Regions from separate parts of the Zea mays genome. Here regions 1 and 3 are each linked to region 2. A link is a contact called in public Hi-C data. All regions are on one chromosome and are shown on one strand. The core of a region is the stretch at or near the end of the contact, and the rest is flanking DNA. Distances in the headings are between cores, read along the strand shown.

Region 1 (4,503 bases), core at 893-3,392, 380 kb after region 2:
CACACGGCCCAGCACTCATCTCCATCCTCGTGCCGGTCGAACGCAGCGGCGATATCCGCCCGTAGCAGAGAACTCCATTGAGCCCACCGGTCTGATGCGTCAGTGCCTCAAAAGTGAAACCGAGGGCATCTACACGAACCCTAGGGAAAGGCGAATGCAATGGAAATTGTCTTACTAGAAACGGTGCTGTGAAGATCCCTGTCCACAACAACAAGCAGACGGCGACGAATTCCTTGCCCCGATGAGCAATTTTGGCCACGCAAGACCGCCCATGCACGAATGAGTCCCGAGGGCTCTTCTATGATCCCTCGCTGACAACCCGCAAGTGCCAACCGAGGCCGCAACGATGGCGAGGCAGGGATGGCTCACGGGGGTCGATTCCCCCCACCCTGGCTCCCTGTTCTCTCTCGGCGTCGTGATGTGTATTGGGTCTACTCAAGGAAAAAAGGAGGGGAGGAATACCAGGCGCACAGGTTTATAGTCCAGCTAGGTCGGTTGCACCCGGCTAGCTAGAATCGCGCGGCGGCGGCGCTCATTGCGGCTGAGTTGTTATGGGGAATATGTACAGGGGGCCTAAGACTGTCCCTAGCAACGTCCCCTAAATTTCGTCCTCTAAAAGAATATTCTCTGTCCTTTACAATACTCTCTAAAAGATTCGGTTCTCTATATTTTCTCCATCTCCAGCAATGTCCTCTAAATTTCATCCTCTATATCAACAGTGTACTATATTTCACATTCTATATTGATTTTTACCAGTCATGTGCACGTGAACGAGCAAACACAATAAATAAGCACAGTGTATAGAGTAGAACCGTACGTCTTCTATTTCTAGCGGATGCATGGCGTGCTCTAAAATTTAGAGGATTCTTTACAGTCTCTTGTTGAAGACAAAAAGTTGCATGCATCCTCTATATTTTAGAGGACAGAACCATTTACAGGTCCCTGTTAGAGGTAGTCTAACCGAACAGCCCCACGCGCTAGAGGCCCAGCAAGCGCGCTGCGATACGGTTTGGTAGGTCCAAGCAAAAGAGGGATTCGACATGCTCAGCGAGAGCAACTGACAGGTGGGTCCCATGTGCCAGCCACAACACTGCACGAGGGGCTGCCCATCGGGGCCCGTGCGTCAGCGCATGGTGACCACACGTGTGCCAGGGCCACAGGGACCGAGTCACTGCCCATGCAGGTCCACCTGTCGGCGCGCGGGGGATGGCGTGAGGTAATGGGCGAGAGGGTGTGTTTCGGCCCAGGTAGGTTCATTCTCTTTCTTTTTTTTCTTTTCTGTTTTCCTATTTCCATTTAAATCAATTCCCCTATCAAATTTCAAGATTTTAAATTCAAACTTGATTATGAATTTTGGCCACAAATCAAATGCACAAATAAAAAGTCTCTCAGTATGAATGCATTCACCATTTTATAAAAATAATTATTATCATTATATATATATATATATATATATATATATATATATATATATATATATATATATATATATATATATATATATCATTTGTTTAAATTAGCATGTCTCATCAACAAAACACAACTTAATAAATTTTAATATAATTTTCCAAGTAACATAAGAACTAACTAACTTCCTTAATGCGTTGTTTAGGGTTTACACACAATACGACATTATACTAGTCTCTATTATATAAAGCATTGGTTCCCATCATCCTCCTTTCGTTTACCTCTCTCTTCTCTTGATAAAAAAATCTAAAATTATACATAAACAAGGATTAACATGATAGTTGTAGCTTCAAACACACATGTCTTTGTGTTTTATATTTTATACTTAAATATATGATAAATAAAAACCGTAGCCACATACAGACACTATACTAGCTACAATTTACTGGTTAAGGTTATATTCCTTCTTTATTTTTTATTTATTGTATTTTATTAGTTTAAAAATAAACTAACATACCACAAATATTCGAGTACGAAGCAGTATAAACTGCAGCGTCAAGGACTCAAGCCTGAAGGGAACGAGTTCACCTGTTCATTCGTCATAAAGCAAAGGCAAACGGGCTTGGCCTCCGAGCCCAACAACGATGTCGCTGTTAGGAAAAAGCACTATTCTCTCATTTTGCCTTTGGGCCCAAGAAAGGAGCGTCCCCAAGTCCTGACGGCTGACGCCATCGACGCGGCGACGCCCTCCAACAAAACCGAAGAGGCGAGGAAGGAACACATGCTCTCTCCGCTGTTCTTGCTGAGTTGTTGTGGACAAAAAGAGCACGAAAGTGGGTAGAGAAAACGGGGGGCAAGCCAACCACACTCGCAGCCAGCCTGCCCGCTCGCCCGCCCGCCATTCTTGCCGATTCGAGTCGACGTCACGCCTCCGGCGCCCCCTTCGGTTGTCACCTCGGGGGTCGCGGATTGGTGGAGGGGAGGATTTGAGCGGCGCGGCCATGGATACAACATCTAGGGCCGCCAAGATCCCGTCGCTCCACCAGACGGAGATCAACTGGGATAAGTAAGCAACTATCCGTCTTGTAATTTTATAGGTTTCCATTTCGTGCCGATTCCCCCCTTTCCCGCGGTCCGTCCTAGTCTCCTAGAGATTTAGCTCCGACCATTGAACAGTGTCCTCCGCCCTAGTCCGAATCGGCTTTATCGCCTAGGTTTAGGAATTGTCGTTTGAGGATTTGACATCTCTGTTCATGCTCTGTGATGACCCAAGGTGGTGCGTCGGCGAGTATGGTGGAATTGATCAGCAGGTATGGAGTATTAGTTGAGTTCTTCGGGTATTAGTGCTTGGGCCGTATTAATATTTCTTTGGGCTGTAATAGATGGATTATCCAGGGCATTAGCCGTATTAGTAGTTGAATTCGAGATCTATAAATACTGTAATGAGTTGTTGAGAGGAGGATATGAAATAAAATAGAAACAGATACCTGAACAAACTCACCTGGTCCCCGTCGGCGTTGTCGTCGTCGTTCCGCAAGCAACTCACGCCCGGCGATCCGCCGCTGTGGCCAAGGGTCATCACAAGTGGTATCGGAGCTGTTGATCCTCGGAGGGTGGTCATCACGGCGCCGTCCACGAAGCCATCCGTTCAGACGTGGCTGATCCTAGAAGCAGTGGCAGGCGTGGAGCAAAAAAGGGAGGAGCGTTGGGAGCGGATGATGCTGGCGGTGGAGCGGTTGACTGGAAGATGGAAACCATGGAGATTGGACAGAAGAAAGCGGAGGAAGATCGAGCACTGATGGCTCGACAAATGGAGGAAAACGAGAGAACCATTGCACAGCTGCGACTGGAGTTGCAGGCGAAGGACTTGGAAGGTAACGAAACAAACTCTGAGCGAGAGATGTGTGCTCCTCGATGGGATGATCGGGGTGGAGGAATGGAGCGTGGAAGAGATCGTAGGGAGCAGTGGGGTGGAGGAAGAGAGGGTAGGACAGGCCCATTTCCGAAGTGGACATTCCCCAAATTTCAGGGCAGTGATCCAGGAATATGGTTTGATCGATGTGTAGATTACTTCAATGTCTATTAGGTGCCGGAGTGAATGTGGGCGAGTTCGGCTTTTATGCACATGAGGGGAATGCGTCAAGGTGGCTGCAGGTGTATAAGTTGAAACATGGATTGTGTGATTGGGGGCAGTTTACACAGGCAGTTAGGGAGAAGTTCGGAGTAGGCGAATATCCTCAAGCTATGAGAGATTTAGTCAATGTGACTCAGCAACAAGGAGTGGAGGAATACTCTCAAGCCTTTGATGATATCAGATATGTCACTACTTTGCATAATTCTGAGTTGGATGAGACTTTCTTTGTGACACTATATCAGGGGGCTGAAACCTGAAATTCAAACTCAGGTCATGGCTCAGATGCCTAAGACAGTGGATAAGACGAAGAGGTTGGCCAAGGTGTATCAGGAGATTTCAGAGAAGAATAGAATGAAGCATCAAAAGGGGCTGGCTCTGAAAACTCAGGTTACAGGAGTAAGGGGAGATAATAGGGCAGGAACATTGTATCCTGAGTTGAGCAAGGAGAGGCAGTTGAGAGACTACAGAAGAGCAAATGGGTTGTGTTTTATCTGTGGTGATAAATTTGAACCAGGCCATCAAGCAAAATGTCCCAAGAGGTTGGTAACTCAACTGCATAATCTGACAGTGGAAGATATGGGTATGATTTTGACTGATGAAGTGTTGCAGAAGTTGGAGCATGAGGAGAAGTGAGTGGAGGAGTTACATCAATTATCCTGGAATGCTATCAGTGCACAGAATGTGATGGATGCATGAGGGTCCAAGCTCTGATTCAGGATCAGATGTTGGTCATGTTGATTGATTCTGGTAGTTCTGCAACCTTTATCAGTCAGCGAATTGTAGCAAAGTTGGGGTTGATCACTGAAGATTGCTCAACTGTGCGAGTTAAGATGGCAAATGGAGCAGCTATGATCAGTGACAAAAGGGTTAAGGAAGTAGTGTGGAGATCTGGGGGCACCTGTACAGCACTGCTATGAGGGTGCTAGATTTGGAAGCATATGATGTGATCCTAGGGTATGATC
Region 2 (5,058 bases), core at 2,245-4,744:
TCAGAACTTACATCCTAAACAAGAAAACAGGGACCATGAAATGCTAGGAAACCTGATCAGAGTTCTTCAGACCAAAGACAACTCTGCACCGCTGTATGCTGAAGTTGGTGGCGATTTTGTGGACTCTTTCTTCGGCTTTTTGAGCATTCCACTAGGATCCACTATGAAGTCATTTGGCCAGTGCTCATCAAAAGGCTGCCTCGATAATCACTAATGACCTATGTGTTCTTCCACTATCCTTAGCATCCACTATTCATATTGTTAATGAGGTCAAAATTAAGATGTCTAATCTTACGGAGAAAGAAATCACACTAACAAAGTCCTAGGTATCTAGAGCTACGTAGTGTATTAGTAGTACAACATAACTCACATCCTTTGCTTTTTGCTAGACTATTCACTTGGCCTTATGTAACTGAATCTTGGAACAGGTTATGGAGCTACAATGGGCTGTCTTGCTGAGTCGCAACACACTTAGCTGCTTCGTGCTTAGTAAGAAGAACAAGAAGCTAGACTATTACCATCACATGCGTCGTAAGAAGAACAAGAGGCTGGTCCTTACCATTGCATGTATTAGTAGTCTGCTTTACTTAATACTTAGTTACACTGATAACTATATCTATCTATATGTGTATCCCCTGCTGAATTTTTAACTTATCGTGATTAAATAAATATCTTATTTAGGTCTATCATGGTATACAAATACCGTCGCAACACACGAGCACTTAACTATATATATAAAGCACCAGTTTTCACGATTCAATGGTTCCATGGTGGTAAGGTGTGTCGTCACAAAGCATAGGCACATACGTATATATTTTTAAGATATGCAAACCTCTTTAATATTTAAAAGATGGTAATAAAAGTATAGAATGAAAATTATTCATGTATATCTCAATATATCTTAATATAACATGTTGATCGAGATAATATTAATGAGTAGTGAATTTAATTTTAATGACAAGTTTGTAATAGGTGGGATAATAAGGGATATGTTACAGGTTGTTGGTTTCTTGGATGAAGCTGGTGTTGCATACGGTTTAGGCCTGAAAGGAGAAACAGAACAGGATTGATGTTTGTAGCTCTCCTCCCCTCGTCTCTCCATGGGATTGAAATATATATAATTTTGTGAGTTTACATGGAAAGCAGTAGTTATTTGTTTATTTCATCTCTTCTCTCCTCTCCTCTCCTCTCGATGTCATATTACTGCTTTTAAACTAAGGCAACACTACTAGAGGCACTTTTAGATGATAAGTTCATGTATTAAGAATCTGAGCTCTAGCCCATTGAAGATGATAATTGTTCGTTGTCTGAAATTCCTCTATTTGTCCTCTATATATGTCTGAAATTCCTAAACAACATTATGTCCATGTTTGTATGTTAATATTTTTTGGTCATTATGTCATGAGTTTCTGTTAATAGTCTGAGACTGTCTCCAGCAGCGTCCCCTAAATTCCATCCTCTAAAGGAATATTCTCTGTCCTTTACAGAACACTCTAAAAAATTTCACCCTCTAAATTTTCTTCATCTCCAGCAATGTTCTCTAAATTTCGTCCTCTATATCTACAGTATTAACAGAATCCATAAACTACAATATTTATTCAATGTTTTTTCTTTTATTTCACTAGGATTAATCGTACAAAGACATAATTAATTTTATTTTCTCAGTATCTACTCGAACCCACTAGAACGAGTGAGGACCATCATCTAACATCGTGCCAGAGAAGAAAAGGCGGATGAAAAAAGAACAGAGTAGTGCTACGCCGGCTTGAGCATATCGTCGAGCACCATCTGCGTGTCATCCTCGGCATCGCCTGCATTGCCTGCTACACGAGAGCTGATTCAAACTTCGGCTGCCACACGAGTTCGAGGATGGAGCAGGGGATGGAAGGTCCAGCATGACCTCAATGGCGAGCGGTGGTGCCTGCATGGCCTTGGCCATCCCCGGCGGCGCTGCGCCTGCGAGCAGGGAAGAGCAGCATGACGAGCGCGTTCCATACCGCCTTGAGCTCGTGTTCGGCAACTCGGCGAAGTGCACGGTCGCAGAGGAGACGGCCGACGAATGACAGTCGGTCGTCTTTCCTCCTCCACGACACGCAGCCACGTGCTCCTTCTCCCAGGCATCGGTCGTCTTTCCTCCTCCATGGCGCGAGCTGACTTGCTAGATGGCTGTCGCGATGTGTGTGGGCGCCAGATGACTTGCGACGACGCTGGCCTGCACGGTGATGGGGGATAGCATGGTCGAGGTGCTCTGTGCTGCCGCAGTCTCCAACGAAAGCTCCGAAGGCCATGGCGTGGTGGTGGCTGGCTGTGCGTCACAGTGTGTTGCAACTCCTCCTTGGACGATGCGAAGGACAGATAGCGGATGAACAACGATTCTCCACCTTTAGCGGCTGTCAGGGGGCTCCTCTAAATTAGCGAACCTCTTAGCGGACGTTGTTGGAGCGGATAGCGCATGTACCGAACGCTAAATTTAGCGTACAGATCGGTTTACCGGATATTGTTGGAGTCAGCCTGAATACTAAAGCAGGTGATAGGCATCATTATGTCTAAAATTCATATACACATTGCTTATGATTGTTTGAGTATTATACCTGTCATGAGTTTTTATATTAATAGTCTGTCATGAGTTTTTATATTAAAAGTCTGAATAGTAAGGCCCGTTGTACATTGTAACACCTGAGTTTAGTTGTTGACTCTAAACTTTGAACACATTTTTTTACCAAATACAATATCAAATGTAATTTTACTACTGTGATTAAGTTGCATCACATATTCACATCAGTATTATTGTGTTCTTCAAGAAAGTCAATCTCAGTGATCTTTTAGTCATAAATTTGCAGTAGTTTGGTTGATCTATTCTTTGGCTATGCGCCTTCAGGGATATTTTCTCCGTATTCTATCCAAATGTTCCTTTCTAATTTAATTTTATATGTCTATGCAACCAAAGTTGTCTTAAATTTATTGTATTTTAGTTTGTTAGGAATTTTTATATAGTTACAAAGCTGTTAATATTGTTTCCTCATGCTACCCGGTGTCTCGGAAACATTTGTCGTGGAAAACATAACTTTGAACATGTACGGAGGTTTTCTCTCTATGATGATGTACTAGCTATATATGTTGTTTAATGACTGATGGTTTGGTTGGTTTTGTGATCGAGCATGTCTGCAACCCAATATTTTAATTATGCTAGCTTTTCCTTTGCCGCTTCTTTCTGTCTTCATTACTTAATGGCCTCCAATCAGCTACTATCGAGATTAACACATCAAGCTTCAGCCCACGGTCCATTCATTCTTCGATAAAATGTACCTTAAGAAATGCTATAATGCATTAGTTAGATTGCTGCTAAAATAGACGTAAATTATATTGCTTAAACAAGATCTAACTATGTGATATATAAAAACCATAACAGTACAAGAGCAACTCACCTAGAAATGGATTACAACATCTTTTCTCGTAACATTATAACACGTACTGGTGTATTGTGTCAGCGGTGTAACGTACATGTATAAGGCTAGCTAAAGAGATTTAAGGTTTGTTTGGTTCGTGGCTAACCGTGTCACACTTTGTCTAAGGTTAGTCGTCCGAATTGAAGAACTAATCTTAGGCATAAAAGTTAAAATGTGACAATTTAGGCAGCAAATCAAACATGACACTGTGCGCACCAGGTACGTTTCCCTCTAACTTTTAAGAAAGAAACTACCAATATGAATGGAGTTTTTCTCCAACTTCTCGTCGGTCCGCTTCTTCTCATGGATCCGTCCGCCCAGGCCTCCGCCGCCTAGCCGCAGTCGGGCTCCTCCTCTGTTCCACCGCAAGCTCCTCGTCCACGCGCTCCATTCGTCCCGCCGTTTCTCCTCCCTGCGCCGACGCCGGGCCCACCTTCGCACGCGGCTGTGGGGCCCGCCTCCTCCAGCCACCGCCGTCGGGGTCGTCTTCCTCGCCATCAACTGCGCCGCGCCGGTCATCTCGTCTTGTTGCGTCTGGGTGTCGCGGCAGCTGCTGGACGGCGGCGGCTACCTCATCTTGGTCCTCGTCGTTCTCTTCTTCCTCAACGGGAAGGACAAAGCGGCGGCGGATTTGGGGTCTTGTCTCCCAAATTCAATTCCTCCCCGAATCTAACCGCCGACGTCGCTACCACGGTAAGTCTCCTCTTTTTCGCCGCTGTTTCACGCCCATTCCTGCGATTTAGGGTTCCTGATTGCGCATTTCCCCACCGCATTTGATTGAATATACAAGCTTGCCGTTTTCTCTGCAGGATCACCGTGGAACCCTGAGTCTGTCGCGGGTTTTGGCATGCTATAGCCGCCAGCCTGCAGCAGCGATCGTCTCGGTCTTGGGCCCCCGGGCTAGCCATGTCGTGGGGACGGTTCAGCTTCACTCCTCAGCAGGGGCCCACGCTGACGCGGCGAACGCGGGTGTTCCCTGCGCACAAGCCCGCACCTCGCAACGTGGTGGTCATCGATGAGGACGATGATGGTGATGTTATCATTATGGAGCGCGCAGCTGCGCGAGGTTCACCTTCTGCGGCGGCGGCACCAGGATCTGAAGCGAGGAAAGGGGGCGGCTTCTCTGGTGATGTGATCAACATAGATGATGATGAAGATGAGAAAGATGGTACCAGAGGGGATAAAGCAGGTCCTAGCATGTCCTGTGCCTCTGGGTCTCCAGTAGCGATGACCCCAGGCCGGGGTTCTCCCAGGAACCGATATGGGTTTGATTGCTCGTATGACAGCTCTGAGAGCAATTTGACCAAAGGATGGGACTCTGACACTGATGACGGCTCTGATTGTGAGATTTTGGATGACACGGCTGGTACAGCCCGTGAGATGTGGGAGACGGCTGCTTCCAGAAAAAAGCCACCTCATGGTGTCGACGAGTGTGAGGATGGTGGTGCTACTGCATTCGCGTCATGTGCTGGGTTGGAGACACAACCAGGTAAATACTCTGAGCATCTCTTTGGTGCTGAACGCCATCCAGACGAGAGTATGTCTTGGTTTTACAGTGCTGCAAGCAAGTATGGCTCTCAAAATAGTAGTGACAGTACAAAAGAAAGCCCTG
Region 3 (5,041 bases), core at 2,378-4,877, 490 kb before region 2:
CCTGTCTCCGAAGAACACAAATATTGAGTGCCTGATATCATAGAGCTGAAATAAGAAAGCTTAAATCAAGTGTAAGAAAGATAATGCACACCTGCCACGCGATCCTTCGCAGAAAACAAAGAATGAGCCATCCTTGCTCATGGACACACCGTTGGGAAATTGGAGGTTGCGATGCAGTACTGTCGTTTCCTTTGTCTGTGGGTTATATTTCAGAAGTCTCCCAGAGGGATCCCCCGAGAAAACTAACTGCATGAAATTCCTGAAAATGAATGATTACTGATAAGGTCATGGAAGATCCAAGGTGTCTTGGATCCAGCAAACTTGTTTGCAAATTGAGGAGACATTAAGGACGCGTTTGGTTGCGGGGCAGCTGGGAAAGGGACGTCCCCTCGCGTTCTCTCTCGTCCCTCCAATTTTAAGGGAGGGCTGAGGGCAACACTGGGACCCAACCCCTGAACCAAACAATTTTATTTAAACGATCGTCATATTTCATTTCGTTCTGTCATGACAACCAAACGCACCTAAAGGGGTGTTTGAATGCACTAGAGCTAATAGTTAGTGACTAAAATTAGCTAGAGACATCCAAACACCCTAGCTAATATTTCAGCTATTAGCTATTTTTAGTAAATTAGCTACTAGTTAGCTAGTTATTTGTTAGCTAGCTAATTCTACTAGCAAATTTTTAGCCAACTAACTATTATCTCTAGTGCATTCAAACACCCCATAAGTTTTCCCAATATAACAGTCTAAGTCATAATAGTCACTAAACCAGGTGCTATACAATGAAGTAGAATGGTTGGAGAACCTTGTATGACACTAGAACTAGTAAAAGAGTAGGACTCCTCCCGGGCGACACGGTTGCCTCCTCCCTTGGAAAAAGAAGGTTACTCCTCCACATAAGCCGCTCGGTCGCCTCCTCCCGGGCGACACGGGCGGCCGAAACCCTAGCCGCCACCGGCCCCTCCCTCCACTCCATCCCACCTCGCCGTCACCGGAGAGCGCCGCCGGATGTCCGCGTGGCCCCAAGGAAGGTGGCGGCGGGGCGATTTTGCTTTGGTTTGGTCGCGTCTGCCCGGATCTAGTCGGGTTACCAGGAGGTGGCAACGGCGCGTGTGGGACGGCGACCCTTCGCCAGCGCGGCTGGGCTGGCCAGGGCCTCGGCGGCATCCTGGCGGCAAAGAGCGAGGCGTTTGTATGGCACATCCGGGGGATGCGGGTCCTGGCTGGGTGCCCGCGCAGCAAGGGGGCATGTGGCCGGCAGTGGGTCGCAGGCGCGGAGACGATGCTGTCTGTCGCCCCCAGGGCAGGGAGCGGCGCCGCGCGCGGAGGGCTGGAATCTGGTGCGCGCGAGGTTGGCGGCCTCCGCGTGCCAACCATCGGAGGCGCCGGCAGGTTGGTCCCGGACCAGCGCATGTGCCAGAGTGGTGTTCGGCGTTGGTGCGTCGGCAGGCCTGCGCAGTCGGCCTGAATGGCGGAGGCGGGACCTCCACTCATCCGCGACAACGTCGGCTAGTGGCTCGGGCTAGCGCTAGATGGTGGTTGTGGCGGCGGCCCCAATAATCTTCATCTCTGTGCGGGACGGCGGGGCAGCGGCAACGACGGAGGCAGCTTGCGGTGTCTCGAGGTTTCGGCCAGACACTGTGCTGGGGGCTCTTGGGCGAAAGTCTCGGCGACGGTGACGCCCATGGGCGCCGCTTCCCCTCCTAAGGGCGTCGCATCCCCAGTGCTATCTTCCTTGGGTGAAAGCCCGGTCCATCGCGGACAGGCGACGGTGGCGTCACGGTGACGTTACTCCATTCCTGAAGGCGTCACTTCTGAAGTACGCCTCGGCCACGGCTTTGCCTTCGGCTGTTGCTTCGCTTCTCGGCGCCTGGTATGCGGGTGGAGGTGGGGTTTTGCATCGTGAAGTCGGAGCTGCTACGTCAGGGGATGTGCCTCGGCAACGATAACATGAGACGAACCTCCCTTCTTTGTGGTCCAGTTTGTTTCGAAGGTTAGGCAAATTCCGGAGGCAGGGCGGAGGGTCAAGATTGGAAGTCGGAGCTGCTCTGTGCCTTGAGCCCGACAACGATGACCTATCGAGACCTTTCGCTTCGGGCTGTATGTCTGCTTTTCGTTTGTTTCGCATGTCGGCTGCTTTGGGAAGTCGGAGTTGCTGGATGCTCTGCATCCTTGCTTGACAACGATGACCCTTAGCAGTTTTGCGTGCTCTCGTGTGGGGTTGCCGCTGCTTGTGTTGTTTGGACACTGTGTCGGCGGTGAGTGTGGTGCCGTGTTGATTTCTCAATCCAACCGGCGAGTTGAGTTGTATGGTGTCGGCGCGTTGATGTCACAATCCAACCGTCTGTTGTTTGTTGTTTAGTCCGGTCCGGACCGCTTCTTTTTATTACTATAATCGGCAGCTCTCCCGCCTGGTTTGTTAAAAAAAGAGTAGGACTGTAGCCCTCAAAGAAAGAATTGGTCCATTTTGGGTTTTTATATTCTCCATCTTCAGTTTATTCATTAGGAAAGTATGTGACTGTACCCCTGATGTGAAACATGATGTGCTGAAGAGATCTGACAGATCATAGCATAATGCCTATTTTTTTATAAAACAAATACACGTGTGAGGTGAGTATCGTTTGTAGCATATAAATAATGTTTGCTGACACTTCAATTAGGATGAGTGAAGGTAAACAAAGTAAAGTAATCCAAGCAGACGACCTTCCAAGTTCCAACCTAATGTCAGGATCGTGGATTCGTGATGTTCCCGATCACCTACCCCGTGGTCAGTAGGAATCAAGTTTCAAGTGAGCATCCATCCAAGCACGCAAAGCAGAGGGAAGAGAGCGAGGGCATGTCATCACAGACCGTCTCTGGTAGTGGATGCTGGAGTCCGTGAAGTACACATTGCCCTCGTCGTCGAGATCGAGGTCGTTGGTGAAGTTGAGGCGCACGCCCTCGGCCTCCGTTGCGAGCGGCGTGGCCAGCCCGCCTTCGGGACCGACCTTAAGCAATCCGAAGTAGGCGTCGGCGATGTACAGGTCCCCGGTCTTCTTATCGAAGCGGAGCCCGAGCGGGCGGCCGCAGATGTGCTCGTTGGGGAGGTACTCCACCGGCGAGGCTTTAGGCCCGCCGCAGAGCTCCTGCGTCCAGCGCGGGGAGGCAGTCGCGAAGGGGACCCACCGCTCGCCGTCCCAGAAGACGACCCGGCCGTCGGCGACGCCCGTGTACGGGCCGCGACCCTGAGGGTCGAAGGCGACACTCTCGGGACCCTGCACATCGCCGCGGAACCGCACCTCGGCCCCGCGGAGCCGCTCCCGCTCGTCCGCGTGCGGCGGCATCTCGGCGGGATCGGGGAGGTCGACGAAGTGCGCCTCGAACCCCGGGAAGCCCGCCATGCTGCCCATCCGCAGCGGATCCGTGCCACAGAATGCCGCCAGGACCGCCACCAGCAGCGCCGCGGCCACCACCCCCGGCGACGCCATCCCGCTAGCCAGCGGCTCACCCACTCGCCCCACTCTCCCTCGCCTCGCTCTTGCGGGGCTTCGCTTGGGTTTCTCCGCCGCGCGCAAGCGCTTAGTGATGGGAATGGCACGGCGTGCTTTGCTGCCGCTCAGTGAGGACGGATGGAACGAGGGGTCATCACTTCGACGCGCCGCGGCTGCCGGGGCCCGGGGCTTTTGTATATTTCGCGGCGGAAACTGGCCTGGGTGCGCTGTGCACGGCCAACAAGGTCGCTCGCTGCCTCCTGTGCGCTCCGCACATGTCAACTACCCCATGGATCCCTCACATGCTTCCGCGCCAAGCATCAGCATCACGCATTCACGCATCGCCGTCAGTCCTCCATGCCTGCCACGCCACCGATCACACACACCCGCCCTACATGTCCTTTCGTGTGAGGTGGATGGGCTAACAAGAATACTAACACGAATATTTTTTTACAAAGCATGTCCAACACCAACACTACAATATGATATAATTTTATTTCCTGTATTTTTTTTCAAAATTACATGCTTCTTATAAAAATCATGCATTCTAAAGGGTCTTTAAGGTATTCCCTCCATTTTATTCTTTTTAGTTCCTAAATTAATAAACACACATACTAGAATAGAGATAATACATGTTTCAGTCCTTATATTAATAATTTAAGAACTAAAATAAAATAAAATAGAAAAACTAAAAATTAGTCTCTAGAAATTAAACACCCGCTAACTATAATGGAACAGTGTCCTTTACCATTAAAGTCATGTTCGGTTGTTTGGAATTGGAGCACCCGGATTAATTCCTAGCCAGATTACTTCTCTAATTTATATAGATTTTGATGAGCTGGAATAAATCCTGGCTTATTCCGGTACAACCGAACGGCCCCTAAGACTAGTTTGGAAACTTATATTCTCTCTAATATTTCTGGTGATTAAAGACTAATTTGGTGATGATTAAAGACTAATTTGGTGACTAGAAAAATAGATAGATCCATGAGGGGCTTGTTCGGTTAGAGAGATTGAAGGAATTAGAGAAGATTAAATCGCTTTCTAATCAAAATTAAATAGAAGATAATTTAATCTCCTAACGGATCGGTGAGTCGGGAAAAAATTACTACCGAAAAGAGCCGGAGCCGTTTCAGAAACAGAGCTGGAGGCTGGAAGCCTGGAACCATTCTAGAAGAACCCTAAAAGTGCTAGGATTGGCAGCCAAGCTAGTTTTATGATGAGATGCGTCCTTGACTGATATACAATTTCAGGAGAAGCGTCCCTGTATGTTAGCTGCAAAGTCAGAACAAGTGGCAGGTACACCCAAGAACAGTTCGAGGTTCTGCTCATCAACCAAACCAACAGAAAAAAAAATATATTGACGCCATGCATTCCATTAGAGACAAGAATCTGGCTGCTAGATGAATTGTAATAATCAATGTCTGGGGTTGGTACAATGGCATATAATTGAGCTCCCAATGGTACATACACGATGATACATATAAACTCAGGCACCTATACCTACTACAAGGCACTACCACAGCTGAAACAGTGCACAACAATGGCAGAAAGGAAATGACAACTCACGC

Evidence for each region. A called contact is a pair of places that touch in the nucleus more often than the background predicts.
Region 1: a contact with region 2 is called in a Hi-C map of leaf, with 4 times the contacts expected there. The contact joins the promoter of LOC100284570 here to the promoter of LOC103644017 in region 2. A contact is called at or near these places in 2 of 25 Hi-C or Micro-C datasets (bundle sheath and leaf).
Region 3: a contact with region 2 is called in a Hi-C map of ear, with 2.5 times the contacts expected there. The contact joins the promoter of LOC100283635 here to the promoter of LOC103644017 in region 2. A contact is called at or near these places in 2 of 25 Hi-C or Micro-C datasets (ear and leaf).

The regions. Positions count from the first base shown.
Region 1 is chr1:284,211,071-284,215,573 of Zm-B73-REFERENCE-NAM-5.0, forward strand. LOC100284570 reads left to right here and starts at 2,143. Exons shown (of 6, transcript NM_001370665.1): 1 at 2,143-2,473. The coding sequence starts at 2,409.
Region 2 is chr1:283,833,850-283,838,907 of Zm-B73-REFERENCE-NAM-5.0, forward strand. It overlaps LOC103644017, which reads left to right and starts at 3,495. Exons shown (of 5, transcript XM_008667207.3): 1 at 3,495-4,139; 2 at 4,256-5,058. The coding sequence starts at 4,353.
Region 3 is chr1:283,340,209-283,345,249 of Zm-B73-REFERENCE-NAM-5.0, forward strand. LOC100283635 (strictosidine synthase) reads right to left here and starts at 3,628. Exons shown (of 3, transcript NM_001156536.2): 1 at 2,851-3,628; 2 at 92-259; 3 at 1. The coding sequence starts at 3,467. LOC542031 reads right to left here. Exons shown (of 12, transcript NM_001111676.2): 12 at 4,865-5,041.